Linked DNA regions of Mus musculus: all the other regions are linked to region 5. The links are chromatin contacts, called in public Hi-C, HiChIP or PLAC-seq and promoter capture Hi-C maps. All regions are on one chromosome and are shown on one strand. Each heading gives the region's core, a stretch centred on a gene start, on an enhancer-like site or on the middle of the called end of the contact. The rest is flanking DNA. Distances are from core to core; before and after follow the strand shown.

What was found. Promoter capture Hi-C pulls out the DNA fragments that hold promoters and counts their contacts. A called contact is a pair of places that touch in the nucleus more often than the background predicts. HiChIP or PLAC-seq counts read pairs in DNA pulled down with a chosen protein or histone mark.
Region 1: a promoter capture Hi-C map of hippocampal neurons shows a contact between it and region 5, with 4 times the contacts expected there. The contact joins the enhancer-like site here to the promoter of Elovl7 in region 5. A contact is called at or near these places in 4 of 39 promoter capture datasets (hippocampal neurons, liver, pre-B cells and 1 more), 1 of 484 Hi-C or Micro-C datasets (bone marrow-derived macrophages) and 1 of 115 datasets of contacts at active chromatin or transcription factors (astrocytes).
Region 2: a contact with region 5 is called in a promoter capture Hi-C map of hippocampal neurons, with 2.3 times the contacts expected there. The contact joins the enhancer-like site here to the promoter of Elovl7 in region 5. A contact is called at or near these places in 3 of 39 promoter capture datasets (cranial neural crest, hippocampal neurons and pre-B cells), 1 of 115 datasets of contacts at active chromatin or transcription factors (embryonic stem cells) and 1 of 9 other capture datasets (embryonic stem cells).
Region 3: an H3K4me3 HiChIP or PLAC-seq map of embryonic stem cells shows a contact between it and region 5, with 4 times the contacts expected there. The contact joins the enhancer-like site here to the promoter of Elovl7 in region 5. A contact is called at or near these places in 4 of 39 promoter capture datasets (the C10 cell line, cranial neural crest, embryonic stem cells and 1 more), 4 of 115 datasets of contacts at active chromatin or transcription factors (embryonic stem cells, large pre-B cells and pancreatic cancer cells) and 1 of 9 other capture datasets (macrophages).
Region 4: a contact with region 5 is called in an HNF4G HiChIP or PLAC-seq map of pancreatic cancer cells. The contact joins the promoter of Kif2a here to the promoter of Elovl7 in region 5. A contact is called at or near these places in 1 of 484 Hi-C or Micro-C datasets (CD4 T cells) and 4 of 115 datasets of contacts at active chromatin or transcription factors (astrocytes, embryonic stem cells, large pre-B cells and 1 more).
Region 6: a promoter capture Hi-C map of pre-B cells shows a contact between it and region 5, with 4 times the contacts expected there. The contact joins the promoter of Dimt1 here to the promoter of Elovl7 in region 5. A contact is called at or near these places in 3 of 39 promoter capture datasets (liver, neutrophils and pre-B cells).
Region 7: a Hi-C map of CD4 T cells shows a contact between it and region 5, with 5 times the contacts expected there. The contact joins the enhancer-like site here to the promoter of Elovl7 in region 5. A contact is called at or near these places in 1 of 15 datasets of contacts at CTCF or cohesin (large pre-B cells), 1 of 484 Hi-C or Micro-C datasets (CD4 T cells) and 2 of 115 datasets of contacts at active chromatin or transcription factors (astrocytes and forebrain).

What each region holds. Positions count from the first base shown.
Region 1 is chr13:109,579,683-109,583,234 of GRCm38.p6, forward strand. All of the region lies in intron 3 of Pde4d (phosphodiesterase 4D, cAMP specific), which reads left to right. Among named protein-coding and RNA genes, the nearest start is that of Gm32703, 140 kb to the left of the region's middle. Within about 2 kb of position 1,914, at least 14 of the 459 cell types and tissues checked have an H3K27ac peak or open chromatin away from gene starts, as enhancers often do. A contact at or near this core is called in hippocampal neurons and liver, where this site is marked.
Region 2 is chr13:109,276,786-109,280,322 of GRCm38.p6, forward strand. The region is part of intron 3 of Pde4d (phosphodiesterase 4D, cAMP specific); the gene reads left to right. Among named protein-coding and RNA genes, the nearest start is that of Mir582, 46 kb to the right of the region's middle. Within about 2 kb of position 1,941, at least 56 of the 459 cell types and tissues checked have an H3K27ac peak or open chromatin away from gene starts, as enhancers often do. A contact at or near this core is called in hippocampal neurons and pre-B cells, where this site is marked.
Region 3 is chr13:109,227,807-109,231,174 of GRCm38.p6, forward strand. The region is part of intron 3 of Pde4d (phosphodiesterase 4D, cAMP specific); the gene reads left to right. Among named protein-coding and RNA genes, the nearest start is that of Mir582, 95 kb to the right of the region's middle. Within about 2 kb of position 1,630, at least 151 of the 459 cell types and tissues checked have an H3K27ac peak or open chromatin away from gene starts, as enhancers often do. A contact at or near this core is called in embryonic stem cells and pancreatic cancer cells, where this site is marked.
Region 4 is chr13:107,021,006-107,024,476 of GRCm38.p6, forward strand. It overlaps Kif2a (kinesin family member 2A), which reads right to left and starts at 1,350. Exons shown (of 21, transcript NM_001374727.1): 1 at 1,007-1,350. The coding sequence starts at 1,070. 3830408C21Rik (RIKEN cDNA 3830408C21 gene) reads left to right here and starts at 1,565. Exons shown (of 4, transcript NR_015471.1): 1 at 1,565-2,977.
Region 5 is chr13:108,213,094-108,216,264 of GRCm38.p6, forward strand. It overlaps Elovl7 (ELOVL family member 7, elongation of long chain fatty acids (yeast)), which reads left to right and starts at 1,311. Exons shown (of 8, transcript NM_029001.5): 1 at 1,311-1,407.
Region 6 is chr13:106,945,575-106,948,872 of GRCm38.p6, forward strand. Dimt1 (DIM1 dimethyladenosine transferase 1-like (S. cerevisiae)) reads left to right here and starts at 1,555. Exons shown (of 12, transcript NM_025447.4): 1 at 1,555-1,709; 2 at 2,012-2,085; 3 at 3,127-3,213. The coding sequence starts at 1,631.
Region 7 is chr13:109,920,261-109,923,539 of GRCm38.p6, forward strand. The region is part of intron 8 of Pde4d (phosphodiesterase 4D, cAMP specific); the gene reads left to right. Among named protein-coding and RNA genes, the nearest start is that of Mir1904, 18 kb to the left of the region's middle. Within about 2 kb of position 1,716, at least 18 of the 459 cell types and tissues checked have an H3K27ac peak or open chromatin away from gene starts, as enhancers often do.

The sequences.
Region 1 (3,552 bases), core at 664-3,163, 1.4 Mb after region 5:
ATGGTAGCAACTATTTATAGTCCCTGCAACTTAGAAGGGTGAGACAGGTAGGATAACCAAAGCCTATAAATTCATGGCTAGCCTAGGAGCAAAGACAGGTAAAACATGTTTAAAAAAAATCCCACATCATCATTTTATAGCTCAGAATATATAAAATAAAACAATTGAATAAAATCATCTACATTTTTAAACTCTGAAGTTAAATTGTCTAGTGTCTGACTTTAGTCGCCTCATTAAAAGTAACTTTTGATATATTTGATCACTGGTTCCAAGACATTTTTGTTGTTGATCTTGAGACAAAAATCTCACTATATTGCCTTGGTTGACCTGGACCAAGCTAGCCTGGAACTCATAGACATCTGCCTGCCTCTGTGAATTCTTAAAGAAATTGTTTGTGTAGGATAGACAAGACAGATCAGATGTTTCGATGGCTAAAGGTGAATGAATGAAACCTGAGTTCAATTCCCAGGCTTTAACTGAGAAAAGAGAGAACTGATTCTCAATGGTTGGTTGTTCTCTTCCATTTGCATGCCATAGCAGCACATATATCCTTGTATAAACACATACACAGACACCACACACATACATAAACACACATATATCACACACACAACACAAACATAAACACAATACACACATACACCCACACATATCATTCAAACATACATGCACACCACACAAACATACATACACACACCCCACACACACCTTACAAACATTCACACACACATGCCATACACACATATGTGTATACACACATCATATATACAACATGCACACATTAATAACAAAGCTTCTTAAAGGATTTCATATTTGTATGTATTCAAATCCCAAGTAAGAATTATTGAGACACTGTCTTCGATGTAGCTCAAGCTAGCATCAGGTTCACAATCCCTCTACCTCAACCTTCTGAGGGGTATTTCAAGTGCTCCCCATCACTCTCTGCAGGAAATCGTTTTTCAACTGTTGAAGTTGCCCAATACGCTACATTCTTGATGTCTTGGCTTGCACACAAGGGCTTACAGGATTTCACTGGAGATGATGAATCTTGAAAGCTGTGAGCTTGTTAAGCCTGTAACTTCATCATAAGACTGAGGTCGTGAGCAGAATTATTTGCAATCTTTCCTAATTTCTCCAACTTGTCTTTTATTTCTTTAAATTAGCAAAGGCGTTGCTATTAGATTTTTCAATAGTTCTTCACCCAAAGAGCGGGGAGAATTTACATATCTGAGTGTTGCTAGTGAAGGGAGAAATCGGTAATTGGTTCATGTTATCACACATGGACTTCAGCTAATAATTTTTCTGTCCCTAAGAGGCTGAGTTCACTGCCATTGTGAATAGTAAGTTATGAAGGAAAACCCACAAGTTTTGATCCTAATGATTAAAAAGTTACCCATTATCATTTCCATGCGCCCATACCATTTTCTAAGTCTTTATAGTCAGTTTAGGACGATGGATCTGTAATTGATTATGCTCTGCCTATCACATGTGTGCGTGAAGTATATGTTAACAACTAGCTATTTAGCCACTAGTACATTAGGTTGCCATTCTCTTAGACCTAAATAAAAATGGATTAAAACCTGCCGTCTCCTCAGAGGGTAGTTCCGAGTGGAAACAGGCTTCTGCCGAGCCACAGAATCTCTCCTACATCTGCTCAGCCAATAATTGGCTGGAGCACAACTCTGATTAGAAGCAAGCAACAAGCTTCCGTATCCATGAACAGAAAACAAGGTACAGCATGTAGCCTCCGGGAGACACCCGTTTACTCTCGAAGAAAAAGCAGCACCCAGCGACCAGAGCAGCAGCATATGGCTGAAAGCCATTATCTGACATGCTCTTTCCAGCTTTCCCAGGAATGCTGAGCTGGCCACTAAGATTTGCTTTTACTTCCTGATTTGGGATACAATGAGTCTGCCAACCAGCTGTGAGCACCTAGGTCTGGGGAAGGTGGCTAGATTCCGAAGCGCTTATGTTCACGGATCACCTTATGCCATCAACAAGCCAATTGATATTAAGCCACAGAGGAGACGGTAATTGCTTCCCTTCTCTCGGTTGTTGTCAGTAAAAGTGTGTTTGCTACCCTTTGGTAACGGCTTTGGAGATCTGCTGTACTGGGAGGGTCCAGGAGCGAGGTTAGTTGTTAAATTCAGCATACTGAGAAAGCTGGGGGAAAAATTAACCTGAAAGGAAAGCTGACAAATATTCTTAGTTTAGTTGTTTAGTTTGGCAAAAACCTAATCCAGTTTCAAGGTCTGAGGATTTTCGGAATTGGGGAGCTTGCTAAATGCCAGTGTTACCGTGAGAATCATCCAAGATGATCATTGGAAAGGGGATTTAGCAAAATAAAGGATTTGTTTATTAGCAACTCTTATTATGAGATACCCAATAGCTTCGTCTCTGTACTTAATGCCTGCACCCTGTAATAAGCATGTGAGAGTACCACAGGAAGCACACATGTTCATGTGCACACTCCAGAAGAGAGCAATAGATTGATTGTTTTTTTTTCCCTTATCTTGAAGTTGTGATTTCTAGATCTGAGTTCCAGAATTCTGCTAACTCATACTTCCCTCCCGTCGTCCAATGCCTTCCATCCCAGCCACACAAGCAAACCTATGCTCTGTGGTTTCGAAGCTGAGGTCAGTATTTTTAGAGCAAGGGTCTGTGTGCTAGGGGGATCCTTTCTGCTCTTGCAGTTGGAACGCTGTGGCAGAAGAGAGGTGCCTGTGGGTAACACGTCTGGGATTCGTCCCTCTGTGTTCAATAAAATTATCGTTTTAGTTGGTATTTAGCAATGAGCTAGATGGTTTGATAAAAATGTTCCCTTCTCCCTGTGAATAGCAGTGCTCCTAGTTTTACAAATTCTCACAATAATAATAATTTTTAGAAAGGACTTTGGAAACTTTGGAAGGCATTACATTTTGTTTCGACTGTCATTGCCATCTTCCCTTTTTGCCTTTCTTTTTCTGATCTTCTACACACATAGAAGTACATGCAAGACTCACCAAACATACACTTGCCCGGATTTGACCAGTGTAAATGTTATAAATGTGAAGGATCATTTAGATTGTAACTTTTCTTGGTGGAAATTAGGTTTTTTGTTTGTTGGTTGGTTGGTTTTCTGTTTTGGTTTGTTTTATACTTCAGAAAGGATTACCTTCTGCCCAGAATATCAAGTGTTTCCCACACAGTTCTGCCATTATGTAAATTTCCAGTGAGCCAACACCTATGATCTCTTATCTAAGCTTCGTTGCACTAATTGTGCCTCACGACCCCAGCAAGGCACTGGCAGTTGTCTCACAGCTGTGATGTAGGGGTGAAAACTCAAATCCTCACAAGGGCCAAAGCCAAGGGTACATTTATTCCCCTGCTCCATCCTGCCCCTGGTTTTGGTTTTTTGCTTAAAAGCTATCACCTTTTCATGTAAGTCAATTTATATTTTATATAAGTTGATATATATATATATATATATATATATATATATATATATATATCCTAACCCTAACCCTGATATATATATATATATATATATATATATATATATATATAGAGAGA
Region 2 (3,537 bases), core at 691-3,190, 1.1 Mb after region 5:
GAGTGAAACTTATTCAAGCATTTGATAGATTCAGAAACTTTTTAGAGTCGGAACACTAGAGAGAATGAGCCACAAAGTACAAGCCTGGAAATACCCATGAAGTGATTATGGTGTAATTTGCTGGCAATGGTGACACTGTATATGGCTATGAAAATAAGGTCACAGGTCCTTTGTGTTTGTTTTTTGTTTTGTTTTGTTTTGCTTTGTTTTCTTCTGAACCAGATACATGATCCTCTTCTTGAGAGTGTAAGGCTACATAATGAGGGTGATGGTGGCCCAGAAAGGGGCATCAAGGGAGGCTTCGAGAAGAAGTCACAATTCAATTACATCAGGTTTGTGTGGGAGAGAGTGCCAAATCTCTCAGTAATGAAAAGGAGGGTACAGGAATTTCTGTGAAACTCTTGAACCTAAATGTAATAGACTGATCATGTGAGTTTAAAGGAAGCTTTAGGTCACGGGAGAGATAAGTCACAGTCTGTAAGCTGCAGAGAAGTGTGAAAGCCATCTACTTATCCATTTATCTCTACCGGACAGGAGGGCCAAACTGTGAGTGAAAAGATAGCTACTCTATCAGATTGGTGAAATTGGTGATTTTTTAAATTGTTTTTATTTTTAATTCTCTCTCTCTCCCTCTCTCTCTCTCTCTATGTGTGTGTGTGTGTGTGTGTGTGTGTGTGTGTGTGTATACGAACTGGTGAGTAATTGTAAGTGCAAACACGCATGGAGGTCAGATCCTCACTGGAGAGGTCCCCTCTGATTTGGGTGCTAGAAACTGAAATCCAGTCAGATGTGAGAGCTCTTAACTGCTGAACCATCTCTCTAGTCCTCTACATTGAGGTCCATAATGGTCAACTAGGAGTGCTGGAGAAAGAGTCAGAGGAGATACTGAGATGCAGGAGACGTCACTGATGTTAGCCTGTTGCCGCTCAGAAGTCATCCTGCAATGTGTAGGAAGACCAGGATTCACAGAGCCTTTTGATGGTGAGCAACCACCTGGCAGCCTTGGAGTTCCTACCGTGACAAATAGGCCATGTGTGTTGAAGGAGCAAGTCTTTCCTTTGGTGAAGTCAGTATTCTGCTTCTATCTGTTTTCATTCATTTCAAGCAGTGAGAAGGGGTCGGACTCCGGATGGCTAGCCACGTGCAGCCGTCTGTGTGGTCAGCATTTCATGGAGCAAAGCCACATTTCCTCCTCTTCTCTGCTATATATTTATGTTTTAGAGATGAATTACACAACAGAAGGTGCGGGGAAGTCACTTGGAAACTGCCAGTTTCCAGATGTGTGGCCACAGGGTAAATTTGCAAACACTGAAGATTCCTTTGTGCTTGTTTTTTTTTTTTTTTTTTTTTGTTATTGTTTTGTTTTGCTTTGTTTTTTCTGAACCAGATACACAATCCTCGTCTTGAGAGTGTAAGGCTACATAATGAGAAACTGAACACACACACACACACACACACACACACACACACACACACACACACACACACACACACTGATATATATGTTGTACTTGCTGCATCAATCTATGCAATTAGAATGGTGAGACTGCTTTTACTAAATGAATCAATTTTATGTGTTGTAAATATTTTTGGAAGACAGAATAGCAAGTTTGTGCCACATCTTAACATACATTCAAACCCTTTTATTATACTAGTAAGCAAAAGAAAACCTGTAAAACCTAACAGAAGATAGCTTTCTCTTTGAAATTCGAATGGCTGGGTTTGTACTGCCTGCCTGTGGATCTGGGTTATGTGAGGCGGTTGCTGTTAGGGAACAGGCTGCTCTGTGTCTACGGAAGAGTGGGCTCTACAAAGTAACTCGCACACACCTCCCCCTCCCTAACAGAAAGGGTGAGCCCTGGCACCTTTTAACCTGTAGGGATTATGTAGCCCTGGCTATGATTGATTCGTTGGCTTGCCTCAAGAAACGCTCCTGGTATGTGTTATGTGCTAAAAGAGCCAAGCTTTGCTGATCAGCACGTCACTCCCGTGAAGACGTGGGCATGCTTTTGTGCATTTGTTCTTGTAGCCCTGGAGGCATATTTCAACACACTGTCCAGAATTGGCTAGAACATGCCTGTCACTCCCAGCTGACTCTGATGACGCTCTTGCCAACGTAGATTTACATCAACACAGTTCTTTACTGGAAAAAGCTCTTTTAGAATATACAGGGTGGCCCATTTAAAACAGGCGCAGTATGAATTTGAAATGGAATGATTTTTAGAAGATGTGTTATAAGAAATGTACTGACAGTTGGAGACTCTACACAGCATAGAGCTATAATGAGCATCACCCCAGAACGTTCCCTTCATAAACAATCCTAAGCTCAACTACCAAAGAGTAGTTCATTGTAAGATAAAGGACCCTTTATTCCAGACTTTCTCATTCATCACTCTGGATATGTAGGGGTTTCCAGTCCTTTCCTGACTTACTCTAATCTTCCTAGTATTGGACTTGTGAGGATGTGAGAGCATGCAGTGTGGTGTGATTGTACTGCTCCTTACCTGTCCAAAATTTGCTTTGAGAATGTAATGGCAGCATAGACTTCCCCTGTACCGTGAAATCTTTTGGCTCACATTCATCTTGCTTGTGACTCATCCTCGCTATCTTAATGACTGTTTGGGATAGACGCATTTACGCAGATGTCCATGGTCAGGAAACCAGGCACTCGAATCAGAGCTGTTACCATAGCTATCCAGCAAATAATAAAAATAAATAACAAGACACAAACCCAAGCCGTCTTTGCTGTTCAAAAGGAAATTTCAGTATCCATGGCACATGACCTGTGATTAATACTACTATGACCCTTGGTAACTCACCTTTCATTTTTATCAGCCCAGCCTATTCCAAATCATTATAGTAATGGACATAACTGAATGGGCTTGCAATTTTACACCTTCTCTTATGACAACCAGCGGGATTTTCAATGACACATGCTTTGATCTGTCTGCTTTTATTTTTTTATTTTTTTTTCTGTTTTTTTCTTCTTTTTTTATTTTTTTTCTGTCTTTTTTTTTCTGTTTTTTTTTCTGTTTTTTTTTCTGTTTTTTTTCTGTTTTTTTTTTCTGTTTTTTTTTTCTGTTTTTTTTTTCTGTTTTTTTTCTGTCTGCTTTTAAATCTCTTAAGCTACAAAGCTCTAGACAGCTTCCTCCCAGAAGATTTTACAGTCCTAATCGACCTCATCATGAGTTCTATATTTATGCCTGTTTAGACACATCAAAGTCAGGCTTTATAACAAGGGCCACCTGAAAAGTCAAGGTCACCAGCTTCTTGTCACAGCATTTGTGGTATTGTCCTACTGGGCAATAATGAAGTATGACCTTTCAAAGTGATCAAAACTTGAAGGCGACATTATAGGATTGCTATTAAATGGTCCATGGTTGCATTTTACCTGTAGTAATTTGTCCATAGTTCAAAAACTATGGTGACTTGTTGGGCACTAATGCCACTGGGAGGGTAGAGGCATGCAGGTGGATCTCTGAGTCTACAGAGTGATCTCCAGGACTTCTAAGGCTACATAGAGAAACACTGTCTCAA
Region 3 (3,368 bases), core at 380-2,879, 1.0 Mb after region 5:
GTCTTGGTTTCTGTTAATAAGATTCTTATGTTTACCTTTCGCTATCTGGTAATCTCTGGAGTTAGTTGTTATAGTTGTCTCTGTTTAGAGATTGTTCCTCTGGTGATTTTGTTACCCTCTATCAGCAGACCTGGGAGACTAGCTCTCTCCTCTGAGTTTCAGTGGTCAGAGCACACTCTGCAGGCAATCTCCTCTTACGGGGAAGGTGCACAGATATCTGGCATTCGGACCTCCCTTCTGGCCAAAGATGAAGGCCCAAAACAGGACCTTTCCCAGAAACTGTGTTGCTTTGGCCTGTCACAGAAGCTGTTAGCTTCTGTAGTCCACACTCTCACCTGTGCAGACTACTTTTGGTGGAGTCCCGGATCCAAGATGGCTCCCGCCGATGCTGAGACAAAGTTCTCCCGGGCCAGGCAGACACCTGTCCTCTGGCCGGGAAGGTGGCCAGATGTCTGGAGCCGAAAAGGGGACTGCCTCAGAAGCTCTGTGGCTCCTGCCTGTCCCAGAAGCTGTTAGCTTCTGTAGTGCACACTCTCACCTGTGCAGACTACTTTCGGCGGAGTCCCGGATCCAAGATGGCTCCCGATGATACCCATCTAATGACTTCTTTTGTGATTGGGTTACCTCATTCAGGATGATATCCTCCAGATACATCCATTTGTCCAAGAATTTCATAAATTCATTGTTTTTAATAGCTGAGTAATACTCCATCATCCTTAGTGAGGTAACCCAATCACAAAAGAAGTCATTAGAGGTCCCCCCCTTTTTAAAGCTGTCTGTTCCCAGCTTTGACTGTGTCATAGAACTTGCTGTGGGTAGGATGCTGAAGCACGTAGCTGAGATCAATGAAGGGGTCACTGATGGCAACAATATCTATTTTGTCAGAATTGAAAGCACCCTGGAGACCAGGCACCTAATCTGACTAAATCTTCTCACTCTAACCTTCACCATCCTGTCTCATGGGTGAGGCTGGCATTTCAGGAGACGAAGCAGCTGTCTCTGGTAATGGGGAGAACTGGAGAACCTAAGACTTCACTTTAGGGTTAAGTTAATAGTTGAAGCTCAAACAGGCAGAGTTCATGAATCCAGGTAGTCATTCAGACTCTGGGGCTATTGGAGTCGGTGCTTCTGGGAGTCTGTGAATCGGTAGTCCAGGGAAAATCAGGGGGGAGTCAACAACCGAATAGAGAGAGTCATAATTCTCCATTTACATTACTGAATACATATATAACAATACAACTCATATTTATTGTATTTCTGTCCTTTCCATACAGGGTGTTTTAGATTGCAACAATATTGTATTGTAAGTAGATTCCTACACTAGTGTTATAAACAGATTGATGAAGACAACACTGTGGGCCTGCATCTGAGCCGTCTTGTGACCTAGTATGGGCTTTCAACTAGATTCTAATAATAAAAAACACTTACCACATATTTAGGTATCTCTAAGCGATTGTTTCCCTTGATACAAAGTGGAGAACACTAATACAGGTTTTCATGAATTGTTGGCCTTCTTTGTTAATTCATGTAGTTCTTCGAAATGGCCACTAGATGGTAGTCTTTAGTTAGTATTGTCACCTCTGCTCCATGATAGGAGCTTTGATTCTAACCAGAAACATTTTGTGTGTTCCTGACGCCCTTTTCCTCAGATGGGTGAGGCAAAGGGCAAGGACTCCGTGTGGTTCAAGAGTCTTCAGTCTTGAATCCTTAAATTTTCTTCTTCGTAGACCTTACTTTCGGATACTATTTATTGAACAATTTTATTTGTCTCCACTGTACCTTTAAGTGATGACTCTTTGAAGAGGGTTGAGGTCTGTACTTACAAGGGTCAAAAAGATAAGAGTACAAGGATAATATGTCAGGCGAAGAACAGGGACGATGAGCTTCGGGATCTGCTGTCACCCCAAGTAAATCCCAGAATTCCCCCGAGCTCTGCAATCATTCACCATCTTAGCTAGAGTTGCCGGACATTGATGCACCGTTGCCAAATACATGTGTGGTCTCTCTGGACAATCGGAAAAAAAAAAAAAGTTTTTCCTCTTCTGTGCTGAAGCCTTGTGATTTTTTTTCCCCCTAGCAAAACCAAACCCAGTGAGCGGCAGTTAACCCGCACTGGCTGTTTGCGCACTGTGTTCCAAGGGCTCTCTCTATTTGTCATGAGTCATCCAATTAACGTCAACTGTAATTATTTCCTCTTCATTTTCCCTTTCCACTGTTGAGTCTCCCGAAGTCACCAATTTCCTTAACTAATTTTAATATCGAAACCTGCATTTCAGGTTCTCCTACTTCACACAACCAAGAAAAAAAAGAAAAAAAGGAATGAGATGCCCTTTTCGATTTTACCCTGAGGTAGAGCAAATCCTTTGACACATTCTGAGAATTCTTCCTGTTCAGTTTTATCATCTGTCCGTACTTCCTTGAAGTTCACTTATGGCTGAACACACGTATTTGCATACGGACTCTCATAAAGTCATTTTCAGTAACTCTGCAATTGATAACTCTCCCAGATAGACACATAGTCCAGAGTTACCTGTTGATCTGTTTCGCTGCCTAAAAGGAGGAGGGCAGCAGTGGAGACAGGACGGACTCACCTGGGGGTAAATGTGAACTTTGGGGCCTTGAACAACAACAGGAAGCTTGGTTTCTGGCTGCTACCACATTAAAACTAGTTGAGGTTTTTATTGTTTGTGGGCTGTGGAAATTTTATTTCCTGGCGTCTAGTAACAGTTGGCGAAGATCCCCATTACCCTCACTGTGAGAAGAAGCCCCATGGTCACTCCACAGCTATTGAGAGCTGCTACACCCCCTCCTGCCCCACCCTGCCCTGCCCTGCCCTGCCCCACCCCAACCCCCCTTCCGCCGCCCAGAGACACAGCTGCCTCCTGACCACCGGAGGCTCCAGTTGGTTTAAGCAAGATTAGTTCAGCTTTGCTTAGCGAAGGGTCACTGTCTAGATCTGTCTTTTCCACACCAGAGAATCCCATGGTGGATTCAATGCCCTCACTCAAATTTCCCAGCCACCAGCCAAGTTCCCTTCTTGTCTCCTCCCCCACAAAATCTTGTTTGCACTGGACGTGGCAGTTATGCGTTATCGGGCTTTTTGATGGTCCGAGGAGCTCTTTATATTCACAAGCATTGCGCAATGGAATGCTATTTAGACACCCATGCTCTTTACAAGCAAGCTAGCATCTGTTTCAACAGCAAGTTGCTTGACCGTTTTTTTTTTTTTTCATCCCAGAGTTATTACAATCTCTCCCAACTCCTTCTCACTTAATGGTTTTTAGCTTCTCTCATGGTGTTTCTGCTCCAGTCACTTTTTGACTCCCCAAACTGCACAGATACTAAAAAAAAAAAACAAAAATAACCAA
Region 4 (3,471 bases), core at 100-2,599, 1.2 Mb before region 5:
ATAACAGGAAAACCAATCTACTCATGTATACTGATGTGACTTGATCAAATTTGGTAGAAACCAAGAAATGGGTGTTTTGGCCATGCCCTTATTAATTGCGGTAAAGGATGGTGAATAGGCCACAATTAAGTAAAAGGAATTGGGTACAAGTGAGATGCAGTCAAGAATCAATTCCTAACACTAGCATTTCATTCATCCCCTTCTACTCAGTTATTTCATTTACAATATGGATGATTTTCACTTTACACTTAGAAGTGATAAAAATATTTCCCCCCTACGAGGAACCTACAGCAACATCCATAAGCAGCCTATGGGTCTTTTTTTTTAAATGAATTAAACATGTCTCTTCCCCTCGCCTTACACTTCTCTCAGTTACCTCCCCAGGGTGTGAAAATATCAACATCCGGTCGCCCACCCTCTCAGGAGTGTCTCCCGTGGACTGCGTCCATCCTCTCTCCATCCTCTCCTTCCCTTTCAGTAGCATCACCTTGGTGAAGCGTACCGAGTATTTCTTTCCCGTTACTCCCCCACCCCTTTTCATGGCCGAGTGCAGCCTTCTCTGCACTTGGATCAGCAGAAGAAAGCAGCATGCTTGGGGGAGAACAGGCAAAGAGGCCTGACAACCGGATAGCACTTAACAACAACCGGATGGCTCCCCAATGGCCTCTGGCTGCCAGTCGGGTCTCTCGGTGCCGACATCCCCGATCTTCACGCTACCACCCTTTCCACGCCACCGAGGCAGAGACCGGTAAAAGGCAGAGTAGAGGCAGCGCGAGGCACGGGCAACCCTAACGGAGTCCCCTGGGGGGAGAGGACCGCGAACCCGGGAGCGGCTCCCGCCCTGCGGCCGGGGCCCCGCACTGCAGCGGCGCCCGGGCGGACCCCACGCCCGCCTCACCCGCACAACGCCGCACACAAAAGCGCCGGGCCGCCGCCTTCCCGCCCCCACAACCCGTAGAGCAATCAAAGGGGCAGCCGGCCCGACGCGGCCAGAGGCGCGGCTCACCATCGCTGCGCTTGATCTCCACGTAAATCCCGATCTGGATCTTGCCGAAGTTGGCCGTTGCCATCACCTCATCCGGAGCGGCGGCAGGCGGGCGAAACAGGCGGGGAGGGGGCGGGGTGGCGGCGGGAGGGGCAGCGGTGGCCCGCGTCCGCGCCGGTCCGGGAGGCAGCGTGGACGCGAGCGGGGCCGCGGCGAGAGCGGCGGCGGACGAGCGGGCTGAAGCCCCGGGCCTGCGGGCGGACGGGCGGACGGGCGGGCGGACGGGCGGGCGGGCGGGCGGGCGCGCACGCCGGGCGTCCGGGTGAAGCGAGGGCCGCAGCCGTGAGGCGGCGCGGGGGAAGAGTGGGAGGGCTCGCGCCGCCCGCCCCTACGGACGCTGGAGAGGCGGGGCGCCGCGCGCCTGCGCACACCCGGCGGCCCGCGGCTTCCTGCCGTGCGCCCGCGCGCTCGGGCTGCAGGCGGCCCCGCCCAGCTCGGCTGCGGCCTGGCGGCGGGCGGGGCTGAGCCGTCCGCGGGAACGGGAACGGGAACGGGAGCGCGCGCGGCCCGGCCGGGTACGAACCCGCGCCGGGTTTGATTCCGCACGCGGCGGCCTACGAGGCGCGGGAAACGACTCGCGACGTCCTTCCAGAGCTCCCGCTCCGCGTGCACGCTGCCGCAGGAACGGGTTGAGGGCCGAGTGGGATCGAGGCTTTCGGGGCGCGGGACTGAGGGGCACTGACCGATTAAAGAACTGGCTCAGTGCATTTCTGTGGCTGTCAGATCGCATGCCACTCCGGGGCAGCCGGTCCTTGAGGAACCTTATTAAGGCCGGGGCATGCCTGGTTCAGGCTTCCCATCAATTATGGAGGGTCGAAAGGGTGTCGTCCACCCTGAGTAGGAACGAAGACCTCCCCTTGCCCTTTACTTCCCAGCTCATTGCAATTCAAAGCGAAGCCCTCCTGGGCTACCAGCGGGCCTGTCCTGCTATCCTATTGCTTCAGTAGAGCTCAAGGCTTACTTGCCCTAGTCTCTAACTCCAGCAGCTATGACTCAAAATCAGAGCAGAGACTTGAAGAACGTTGAATAATGAGCCTCTTCTGCAGTCATGTGGCTGAGCTGACTACAGCAACATGGAGAGTGCCAAGCAGAGGGGGCCAGGTAGACAAGCGTGTAAACTGAAGTGTAACCTCCACCAGCTTTGTCGTAAATTCTTTGTAGAATGACTTACTACTCTCCTCAGTTACTCCCTGCCTGCCCATTCCTGCATCTTGGTTTCTTCATCTTCCCCCATGATCTAGGATAATATGATCTCTTCTCCTTCCCCCTGATTATTTAAATCTTCCTCTCACCTCCCTACATTTTTCACTTGTTATTTACTTTTTTTTTTTTTTTTTTTTAGATAGGGTGTCATTTGACCTAAGCTGGCCTTAACCATGCTATGTAGTGAGGATAATCTTGAATGCCTTACTGGTGTGAGCCATCACTTCTAGTTTATGTGGTACTGGGGATAGAATCCAGGACTTTGTACGTGATGAGAGCATTGTGGATGAGAATGGTTCATGTGCTTGAATACTTTGTCCCCATTGTTGGAACTGTTTGGGAAGGATTAGGAAATGTGCCCTTATTAGAGAAAGGGTTTCACTAGGATCAGGCGCTGAGGTTTCAAAAGACACCATTTAGAGTTAGCTTTCTAGACCTCTTACTTGTGCATCAAGAGGTGAGCGCTCAGGTGTTGAGGCCAGCATGCCTTTGTTCCACCATCATGGACTTCAAACCTAGGAAACCATAAGCACAGTGAAACACTTTTGTTTTGTCGGTTGTCTTGGTCATGGTGCTTTATCCCAGAAAGAGAGGCAACTACAACACCAACAAGCAAGTGTTCTACCAAGTGAGCTAAACTGCTAGCCCTGAAAGCCTACTGTCTTTGTAAAACCTGCTCCACCCACTCCAGCCTAGATGACTCTTCTGCCTAGGGATTCTTGCAAAGTGGTAAGTATCACTTTGTAAATAGACATGTTTGATCTATAACTATGTATACATAGGAACTTTTCTTTTTTTTCAAAGATTTATTTGTTAATATTTATATGAGTACACTGTAGCTGTCTTCAGACACACTAGAAGAGGATAGTAGATCCCATTATAGGAGATTGTGAGTCACCACATGGTTGCTGGAATTGAACTCAGGACCTCTAGAAGAGCAGCCAGTGATTAATGCTCTTAATCGCTGGGTCTTGCGCGCGCTCGACTGGCCAGGAAGAACGACGCTGCAACAGGATCCTTCTGCACAAGTTTATTGGGAGAGCTTGATTGTAGAGGCGAAGAGACCCCGAGCCCAGAACTGGTGCTGCTTTTATAGGCCTAGGAGAGGCGTGTCTCACACCCGGATTGGTTATGCACTACGCCTCATTTGCATGTTCCTTATCTGATTGGCTACTCTCTCTCTCTGTACCTCACAGAGCCTCATTATCATACCTCATTTGCAT
Region 5 (3,171 bases), core at 61-2,560:
AAACAGTGACAGGCATGTGACAATTGTCTCTAATTTTTAAGGCGTTTCCAAATCTACCAAACAACTTATTTGTAACATGAAAGAAGAGCATAAACAAGGATTCATTAGTTTGTTTTTTGATTGATGTAAAGCACTGAGCTCAGGAACTTGCACAAGCCGGGCAAGCCCTCTACCACCAAGTTACATCTCCAGTAGAAGATATCTTCAGCGTCTTAATTTGCATTTGAACTTCTGTCCTTTGGGAGTTGCTGTCTCCTTGACTATTCAGTGGGAGTGCCCAGAGTTTTAGGTAGACACTGAAACCTTATTTTCAATGTTCTAGGGTTGGGTCATGGAAGGCTGTCTTGCTTGCTTGTTTTTGCTTTCCCTATGCAAGGTCTCTACTTGTCAAGAGACTTCTTACCCTGATTCTAGGCTAGGAACTCTAGAGCAAGCAGAGCCCATGTGGTGAGGCAGTCCGCACAGGGAAGGCAAACTCTCGGGAGTGTAGGAGGGGGATGGAGGATAGGGGATGTTCTAGTTGAAAGATCAATTCTAGTTTTAGGTTTTGCTATAGAAGCAGATACCTCTAGACTTACATTTTGCCTTCCTGTGCTTGATTTAGAAATCGTTACAGTGTTTATTATGATCATAACTAAACACAGGACTAGCTCATTAAAAAAAAAAAAAAGTCCAGTGCACAAGCACAGGCCTACATTCATCCAGTTCAGCAATTCCAATCCATCAATCAGTGAAGGAGACGGGAGTTTGCTAGACTCTGTTCCTTGTTCTGATCACCATAAAAAAAAGTTGCATACAGTCTGTTCTTCATTGCACTAAAAGCCTCCCCGCGCCTCCTATTTTTCAACAATTCATTCTTAATAATTAAAAGGGATCGAGCTGCCAAAATCTGGCTTGGGCATCTTTACTGGTCTGGTCTCCATTTTAGAGACCTATTTCTCCTTCATCCCTTCTTCCCTCCAGCCGCGCCCTCCCTCGACCGGTCCTGTAATCCATTAGAGTCAAGCAGGACGACAATTCCCATAGTATTTTGGTTAAGCATGCGGATGAATCCAGATGTTGGTATTCACTCTCAGAAAGAAAGGGCACCAGTAGAGCGGACGGGAACCGGCCCCCTACTGCACCCTGGGTTGCTCGGGGCCAGGCTCTACCCGCGGCGAGGGCGGCAGCGGGAGAGGCTGGCATGACACCCCACCCCTCGGCGTCACCTGGCGGCGACGGGCAGGCGGGCCGGGGGGCGGTCCCGGGTGACGCGCGGGGCTGGGAGAGCCGGCAGGTGCCACCCTACCGCCTCCGCCCCTCGCAGCCTGGTCCGCAGCCCCGGCAGCAGGGGCCGCTGTGAGAGCTGCGCTCGCACTGCCCGCCGCCGCCCTCGGCTCCCGCGCGCGCTGCTCGCCCCTCGGCGCGGTGAGTGCGGGGCTGCGGGCCCCAGCAGACTGGGCGAGGCTTTCGGGGGTGGCGCGGAGGGCTGCGGGGGAAGGACGCGCGAGCCGAAGGGGTCGAGCCCCTGGGGGTCGCACGGGAAAGGAAGCGGCGTGGGGCCGGGCAGGGCCTCCCTCCTGGCGGTGCTGCTCGCTGGTCGGGCGCGCCGCGCTCACCTGTGCCTCCCGGAGCCCTGGAGCCCTGTACCCCTAGGGAAGATCGGGGCCCTCCGGGGCATGGGGTGCTGAGCTGCTGCGGTTGAGACTCAAGGAGGGAAGGTCTTGCTCGACCTTGGACCGCGGAGGTCACTTTCTCGGCTCCGGGTCCTGGCTTCCCAGACTCCTCTTCACAAACCAGCTATCCCTTCTTCCTGCTTCTGGGTGCGTCCCGCCTGCCCGAGGGAACTCAGGGCGCTGTCTCTTTGGCTCCGGGAACAGCATCCCGTCCCGGTGACTGCTGCGGGCCAGGGAGGGAGGATGAGTCCACGGCTGTGGAACAGGTCGTTCTGGAGACGGAGTGGCAACTCCTGTCATTTATCGCCTAGGTGTCTTGTGGTGTGAAGTGGGCCTTTCTTTCTTATCAGCCCTCGCTGATTCAAACTTACCGGATTCAGAGGAGCGCCTTTGGGGACTAACTGGAACTCGGGGTGGGAGCGGTCCGGCTGGCAGCAAGGCACAAAAGTCCCACTCCCACTGAACAATAGTTTCAGAGACCCGGCGATTGCCTACTGAACTCCCTCCTGTCCCTGAAGCTGCCCATGAGCGTTTTCTCTCAGCTCCGAGCTCCCAAGTCATCTTTTCTTCCACTCACTCCTGTTTTGCGTTTCTTGTATAAAACTCATCCTCTTTAGTGACTGCCGCCGCCGCCGTACTTTGCGCTTGTGGTTTACAATTTGCAGTTTTTGTTCGGGGGAAATTGTTCTCCCCAAGGTCATCGAGGACTAGGTTTAAAAAAAATCCCTTTCCCTTTACCCCATAGCAGATGCTTATCCAGTGCTGTGTGCCTGACACTGAGAGCTTAACCCTGTCAGTCTTCAAGTAGATATTGTTTTCAGTTTGGGGCTTGGCTTCCAGCCAGCCAGGAGCTCTTGGCCACTCTGCTAGTCTGATGAACCCAGAGTTCTTGGTTCTTACTGCTACTAAGCACTATGCAGGTTCAAGCATCAGGCCCGGGACACTTAATCTCTGGCCCCTTTTCCTCCTTGTTTGTTTTTTACTGTAGCAGCTAAAGCTGATATCAGTCTCTTGATCCCTCTTCTTGTCTCCCTGCTACGGGGTGTGAACCACACGTGCCCAGCCCTTTATAAGATAGATATCTTTAAAAGATAAAAAATTAGATTGACAGGTTGACTTCCTAAAACCTCATTTTTCAAGTCTACTTAACTTCAATTACAATCCAGGGGCCCTGTGTATTCAGTTGAGTCTAATATCTTTGAGGAGACGTTATAATACTCCGTTTCTGTGCCCCAGGCCTTCCCAACGCTCCCGTAGAAGATGGTTTCCGCCACCATTAACCTAGTCACCAAGATGCAAAATCTCAGCCATCCCGCCTCCTGCTACCACTCCCTAACCCCAATTATGGATTTATCCAGCTCTCTCCAGATCTCTCCTGCCTTTGTCAGTCTCAGCCTGCACCCCTCCCATCGCTCTTCACCACACTTCCTCTTTCCCAAAGCGAACACATACTATCACTCATCATACCCACCTTTCTTTTCCCTCTTATTTATTTTGAGACAAGGTCTCGTGTATT
Region 6 (3,298 bases), core at 305-2,804, 1.3 Mb before region 5:
AGTCTGGGGTATTGCTAGGTGTGTGAGACTGCACACCTCCCCCTTTTAAAAATAAGCTATTTGTAAAAGCAGTGGTGATGTCATGTTCAGATTCCACGAAGGAACTTTGAATTGCTGAGTGCCAGTAACTGCGAGGGGAAGCTTAAGTTCCAGAAAGAAAAACAACGCCATAATTTTTTTTTTTTTTTTTTTTTTTTTTTTTTTTTTTGCTAATCGCGTATTTTGGCTTTTGTAACTGTAGTTAGCTTGCAACTGCGGGATGGGAACCTTGAGGGCTTTCCAGGCTCAGAGATGAATGAACTTGGGTCCGGAATACCCAGCTGTAGTCACCTGCGGCTGGAAGAAAGGCTTTCCATTGGCTCATAGGCAGTGTTCAAGTGCTCCTTGGTGGGAACCCCATAATAGTCGACTATAAATAAAAGATTATATTAGGATATTTTAGAACTTTCCCTGTGCTCGAATTACAGCAAAGAAAGGAAGGACTAAAACCTAGGCTACGAGAAAAAAAAAAAAAAAAAAAAAAGCCGGGCGGTGGTGGCGCACGCCTTTAATCCCAGCACTTGGGAGGCAGAGGCAGGCAGATTTCTGAGTTCGAGGCCAGCCTGGTCTACAAAGTGAGTTCCAAGGACAGCCAGGGCTATACAGAGAAACCCGGTCTTGAAAAACAAAACAAACCAAAAACCAAAACAAACAAACAAAAACCTAGGCTACGGAACAGGTTCTTAGCAGTAGCCTTTGGTGGTTGATTGCAAAGACTTTCTTCAGCGCACAAACAGAAAAATTAAAACCGAAACATTACACTGGCAAGAAAAACAGCCATGAATCTTTTATTCTGTATGTTACAGCCCGGCGTATAATCCCATTACAATATCCAACACATACCTGTAATCAATCCCATTTACAGGGTTTTGAAATTGTTATAGCCTTTATCTTTCAATAAATAAACATTGAGAGCAGCATATTTTAACTATGACATTCCAGTGCTGGAACTCAGCAAAACGACGAGAAAATGAACAAAAAGCATAGAGAAGTAACCAGTAAGTGCCGTGTTGGAACGAGAGCTAATTCTAATCTAACTGCTTTCCACAACGGAGAGACATGTTACCCTAAACCACCAAGCTCCGTGTCCATCGAGCCTAGGCTTCTCAGCCCACAACCTGCAGGGAAACAGGAGAGACACGAGAGATCTTTCCGCAGATATCAGAATGTCCCAGGGCAGTGCCAAATGAAGCACCCAATTTGCCGAGACCCAACCAATCCTAACTGCCTGCCTGAGCGGCGCGGTTTCCTCTGGGAAATCGGGCTCTTGGGGAAGTTGTTGCTCCAGCTAAAACTCTAAAATCCGGTGGCTAACCCGCTGGAGCCAGCCTTGCCTCCGGAGGAGCTCACCAGACAGAAACTACAATCTCAGCAGCCACTGGGCTCGAGTCCGCCTTGCCGCGGGAGGAGCCCATAAGAGACTACAATTCCCAGCAGCCACTGGGCTCCGGCCTGCCGCTGACTGGGTGGGTCGGTGATCGCAGTGGGCGGGGAAGTGGGCCTCTCGGGCGCCTAGTCGTGACGGCGACTGAGGGCGACTTCCACGCGGTTCCCGGCTGCTTTCGCTTGGCACAGGGACTCCTCCGAGAAGATGCCGAAGGCCAAGTCCGCAGCGAGTAGCCGCCGGCGGGATCGTCAGGAGCAGCGCCGGGAGCTGAAGCGAGCTGGAGGTGCGGTGTGGAGGATGCTTGGGACTGACCCGCGGCGGGGGAGCCCTACGGTGGCCTGCGCCTCTAGCCGCCCCGAGGAGGGTGGGCGCTCAGCGCTGACCCTTCCCCGCGCGCGCCTGGTCTTCCTTGCCAGCAGGAGGGATGGATGGACTCAAAGATACATCCCAACCCCGGCCGGGAGCGCGGCGCTTGTGGATGCATTGGAGCAGAAACCGTCCCGGGTCCATCCTGCTTCTCTGGGACGGCCTGAGATCGGTTCTTGAAAAGTTGGGAAATTAAGGCTGCTTCGTGTTTTATTTCAGGACTCATGTTCAACACAGGGATCGGACAACACATTTTGAAAAATCCTCTAATTGTTAACAGCATCATCGATAAGGTGGGTGTTAACGATGAAAGGCAGAGCGTTTGTGGATTGTATTTTTCTGACTACTTAATGCCTGTATGCCTAAGTTGCATGCCCATAATTATCCCAGCATTTGGGGAAGCTGAGGCAGGGTGATATGCTCGACCGCAGCCTACATACTAAGAAAATATAAACCAAGATAGGGTGCCTGACAGAATAGTTGCTCTGTATGTATATGTTGGATGGGTTGAGAATTGCCCAGTGATTTCCAGATTATTTCCACTTTTTGGAGGCTCCATCTTGTTTTTGGAACTGGGTCTCATGTAATTCAGGGTGGCCTCAAACATGGTGTGTGTCAAAGCCAGCCTTGAACTCCACTTTGCAAGCGTGTATCATTTTGATCACTTTCTAAGTACATCATCGTTACTCTTTTTATTCCAGACCGTAAATTTACGTCCAAATCACACTGAGTTTGTTCCTCAGGAAAAGATATGGTACTGCATATGAACTGTTTGGAGGATTCCTTCTGTATGGGTTACTGTGCTGTGCTTATGGAGGATTGAGGGCCTGGAGGTAAAATACAGACGGTACAGGGAGCATCCTGGAGCCATAGAGTATAGTTCTCCAGTCTCACCGAATATTCTACTCATAAGCATATGCACACTGGTAACGTTTTGTATGGTTACTATATTCTTAAAACTGTACAGTGGTTAAGAATTGAGAAATCTTTTCCATTTGAATGCACTCTTTCCCATTTGAACTCTTTGGAAGTTACAATTAGTTACAGTTTGCTGGAATTATTGCCAATGTAGAAAGCAGGAACCCACCAGTAGAACCGATTGCTCTTGCTTTTGTTCTGGCTCCAGAAGCTGAGTATATCCCCTAAGTTAGGAAATACAGGTTTTCACTTATACCTAATGCCTTTGAGGTACTACTGCTGTTAACCACATAAACCCTGAAAAAAATGAAGCCAGAGTAAAATGTCTTTAACTGTACATTGATAAACAGAAACAGTCACTTACAGACTTTGTGTTCAAGTGGGCCAGAGCATAAAGGAGTTGTGTTTATTTATAGGCTGCTTTAAGACCTACCGATGTGGTGCTGGAAGTTGGGCCTGGGACTGGCAATATGACTGTCAAGCTGTTAGAAAAGGCCAAAAAGGTAAAAGTGGGGTTTCGTGTGTTACTCTCAAATTAGCTCAGCTGGTTTACAAATGTGAATGTTTTAATAAATTGGCATTGTTCCA
Region 7 (3,279 bases), core at 466-2,965, 1.7 Mb after region 5:
ATTGATACATAAAACCAAAAAAAAAACTGTACGTACTAATAGGATACCATCATGTGATATTACAAAACATGCCTACTTAATGAAACCCTTAAATCAAGTGAAATACACCTCTTTTGCACTTCCTTGTGGTGAAAACACGTCTTGTCTTCTAGGTTTCTGAAATACATGGCATACTCTGTAGGGTACACCAGAACTCCTGCTGCTGTCCATCAGCCAATCTTCCCTGATCTTCCACCCCCCTCTCTTTCTCCAGCCTTTGCATGACCCGCATTGATGTCTTCCCAGTTGATAGACAGGTTGTGCACACACTTCTTGAACAGCACTGCAATTGTCTCTTTCTAGGTCGTTGCGTCCCGTCTCAGTTCTCAACCTGGGGAGCTTTCCTGACTTTAATGTTTGGCCTCTTCTCATTTGTTTATTTGTTTGTTTACTTGTTTACTTACTTGGTCTGCCGCTTTATTGCTTCTCCGCTCCTAGGTAGCTACTGAACAGTCATCTGTGGAGATAGTAAGTGAATGTCTATTAAAAATTACTTGTATCTAGTGCGGGGAGTCTGTTACTTTTGGAGGAGTGCTCTATGAAACTTCAGTGCTGTGGGCTGTTGCTACTTGCTGGTCATAAGAAGGGTTCAGTAGTAAAGTTAGTTTGGGAAATGTTAAATAAAAGGTAAATATAAACCAGGTTACATAGTATAGCTCTTATACCATACATAGTACATCTTTCGACTATGTTAATGTATATAACCTTCATAAATGCTTCGCTTTGTGTCTAAAATGACAATTTCACAGTGGACATCATCTGAAGGTGTTTTACAAGATAGATGTTCTTTACATTGCATTCTGGGAAATTCTGCCTTAGACCCAAACCCGTCTTACGAGAGGGGAATGTTCATGTGCTAAAAATGGGAGGCAGATTCTCCCCGACTAGAAAGAGAACAGACCGGTGAGTAGGGACAAAACTTCCCAAGAGTGGCCAGACTCGGAAAGCACACGGCTTCTGAGAATGGTTGGGTTTGGCCAGCAGATCTAGAACATGGACTAGAGTCAGCACCCAGTGAGCATCGTCTGTCTTTTCGATGCGGAGCGAGAGCATCCTCTTAGGCGTTGGTTTTTGCTAATTAGTTGTAACAGTTCGGCGTTTGCTCTGATGGAGTCTGTAGCACATCCTTTGCATAAAATCATGCCATGTGCCACCGGTGACAGGCTGACCTCCTCCGTTCACACGTAGAAGCAAAGACGCCTCCCTTCATGTGGCCTTTGGCCAGTTGCATTGATTATTCCTCAGTGAAGCCAGTGTCATGCTAGGGATAGCCGTGATGATGGTGATTTCAGCTAAGCTGACAAAATAGCTTTGGATGTACACAGCTGCCTATATGAATCCAAGCTGTATCAATGAATGGAGAACGCTGTGTGAATTTGTCACTTCTCTTGCTGCAGTAAAACACCATGACCAAGGCAACCGGTAGAAGGAAGGCTTTGTTTGACTCGGTGTTCCATTATGGCAGAAGAGACGTGTTGTGGCTAAGGGCAGGAAAACTGAGGGCTCCTATCTGGAACCGCAAGCAGGAAGCAGAGAGAGGCCAGGAAGAGTTGTGTGGCTTTTAAACCTCAAGCCTGCTCCTAGGATAGACTTCCTTCAGCAAGGCCATACCTCTAAACAAGCTCAGACAGCCCAAACTCCACCACCCATGGGGACCAAGTATTCAGAAATCTGTGCCTATGCGTGATATTCTCGTTTCTCATTCAAACCACCACATATGTTAATGTGTCTTAGTCAATCCACTTAGCCAAGAAATGAAAATACAAACATCAACTTAGGTTCCTGTTAATTTGGTTCCAGGAACTCCTCAACAGACATAGTACGTACGGTGTCAGACTCTTTCTAAATAAGTGTTTCGGGTATTTATTTGCTGTTTTAAATAAAGTCATTTTGGGGGAAAAAAATCAGGTCATGGTTTAGTCTTGGATGTTTCAGAGGATGACTTAGGTCTTAAAGGTCAGTCTTAAATGTTTATGATACTCTCAAGAGCAGATACCACTTATGAAATGGTACATTTGATCTCTCTGGGCCTCTGCCTTGTCATGTTTTGGTTTAGTCTCGTTCCCTATTCAAACCCTCCCATTTTGTCTGTGATGCCAGTCTGGGCCTCAGAGCTGGTTAAGTCAAATTCATGTGGTTTATCACTAGGGGGCGCCAAATACAAATAGATTCAGTGGATCTACTAGCGGTCAGGTTTTCTTAATAGAGTTTCTCAGGAAAGAGTTTTTATCATGTGAAAGTAAATTCTAAATTATATAATTTAAAGGATTGATTATAAACGAATTCTGGGTTGTTATTGACACCCCCTAAAACTATCTCAAGGCACTTGAAAAACAAACAGAGGCTCCCTAGTTTGTGATAGCTATTTGAATTTAGCGTCTGAATTTCAGTTATGCCTCAGAATTCTGTATGGAGGAATTAATAATCACATTTTCATCTGTCAATATAATCTAAGCGTTAACAGTATATGTAAGCACCTACTTAATATTGACTTTATTCCTGGCTACTACACATCTCCCTCTGTGTCTTTCATTTTTATGTAGAAGGGTATAAAACGAATATGATTGGTTATATAGGATCAGATGTTTTCAGTTTCCTGAGTGCTGTGTGATAAACTACTGCTGCTAAGACGACCTCCCTGAGTCTGAGGTGCTGTGAGAGCCAGTCCCGTGGGACACGCCCACACGTACGTACACCTCCCCCAGCCCTTCCCTGCCCTACTGAATGCTGTCCCATTTTAAGTCAGCCTTCGACTCTTCCATATACGATCGATCGTCCTCCGTCGACACACAGGCAGTACTGCCTGCTGTGTGCAGTGCTATGAGGTACTTTACTCTCTGTCACTTGAGAGTACTGTGAAGCCACACTGTCTGATTTCAGATCCCAGCCCTGTCTGTGGCTTCCTGACTGTGTGACAGCTATTCTCTTTACAGCCCAGGTGTGTTGTTCATTGATTACCTTTTCATGGCCCTATCTCAAAAGGTGTTTCCTATCTTGTGGTGTGAGGTCGGGGGTGTTGGGGTGTGTTGCGATCAGGTGTTCCCGGGCTGTGAGCCTCTGAAAACTCCCCTGGTTAGTAACTGAAATGTGTGCAGATTTTCCTGGGGCTGCTCTCTGTTCCCTCTGTCCCTCTCCTCTTCCACAAAGTCCACATGACTTCCTCAGACTCTCCTTCATATCGGCACTGTGGCACGTTCAAGCAGCAAGGTGAAATGTGTAAGGCCTCCCGTGATCTGGATG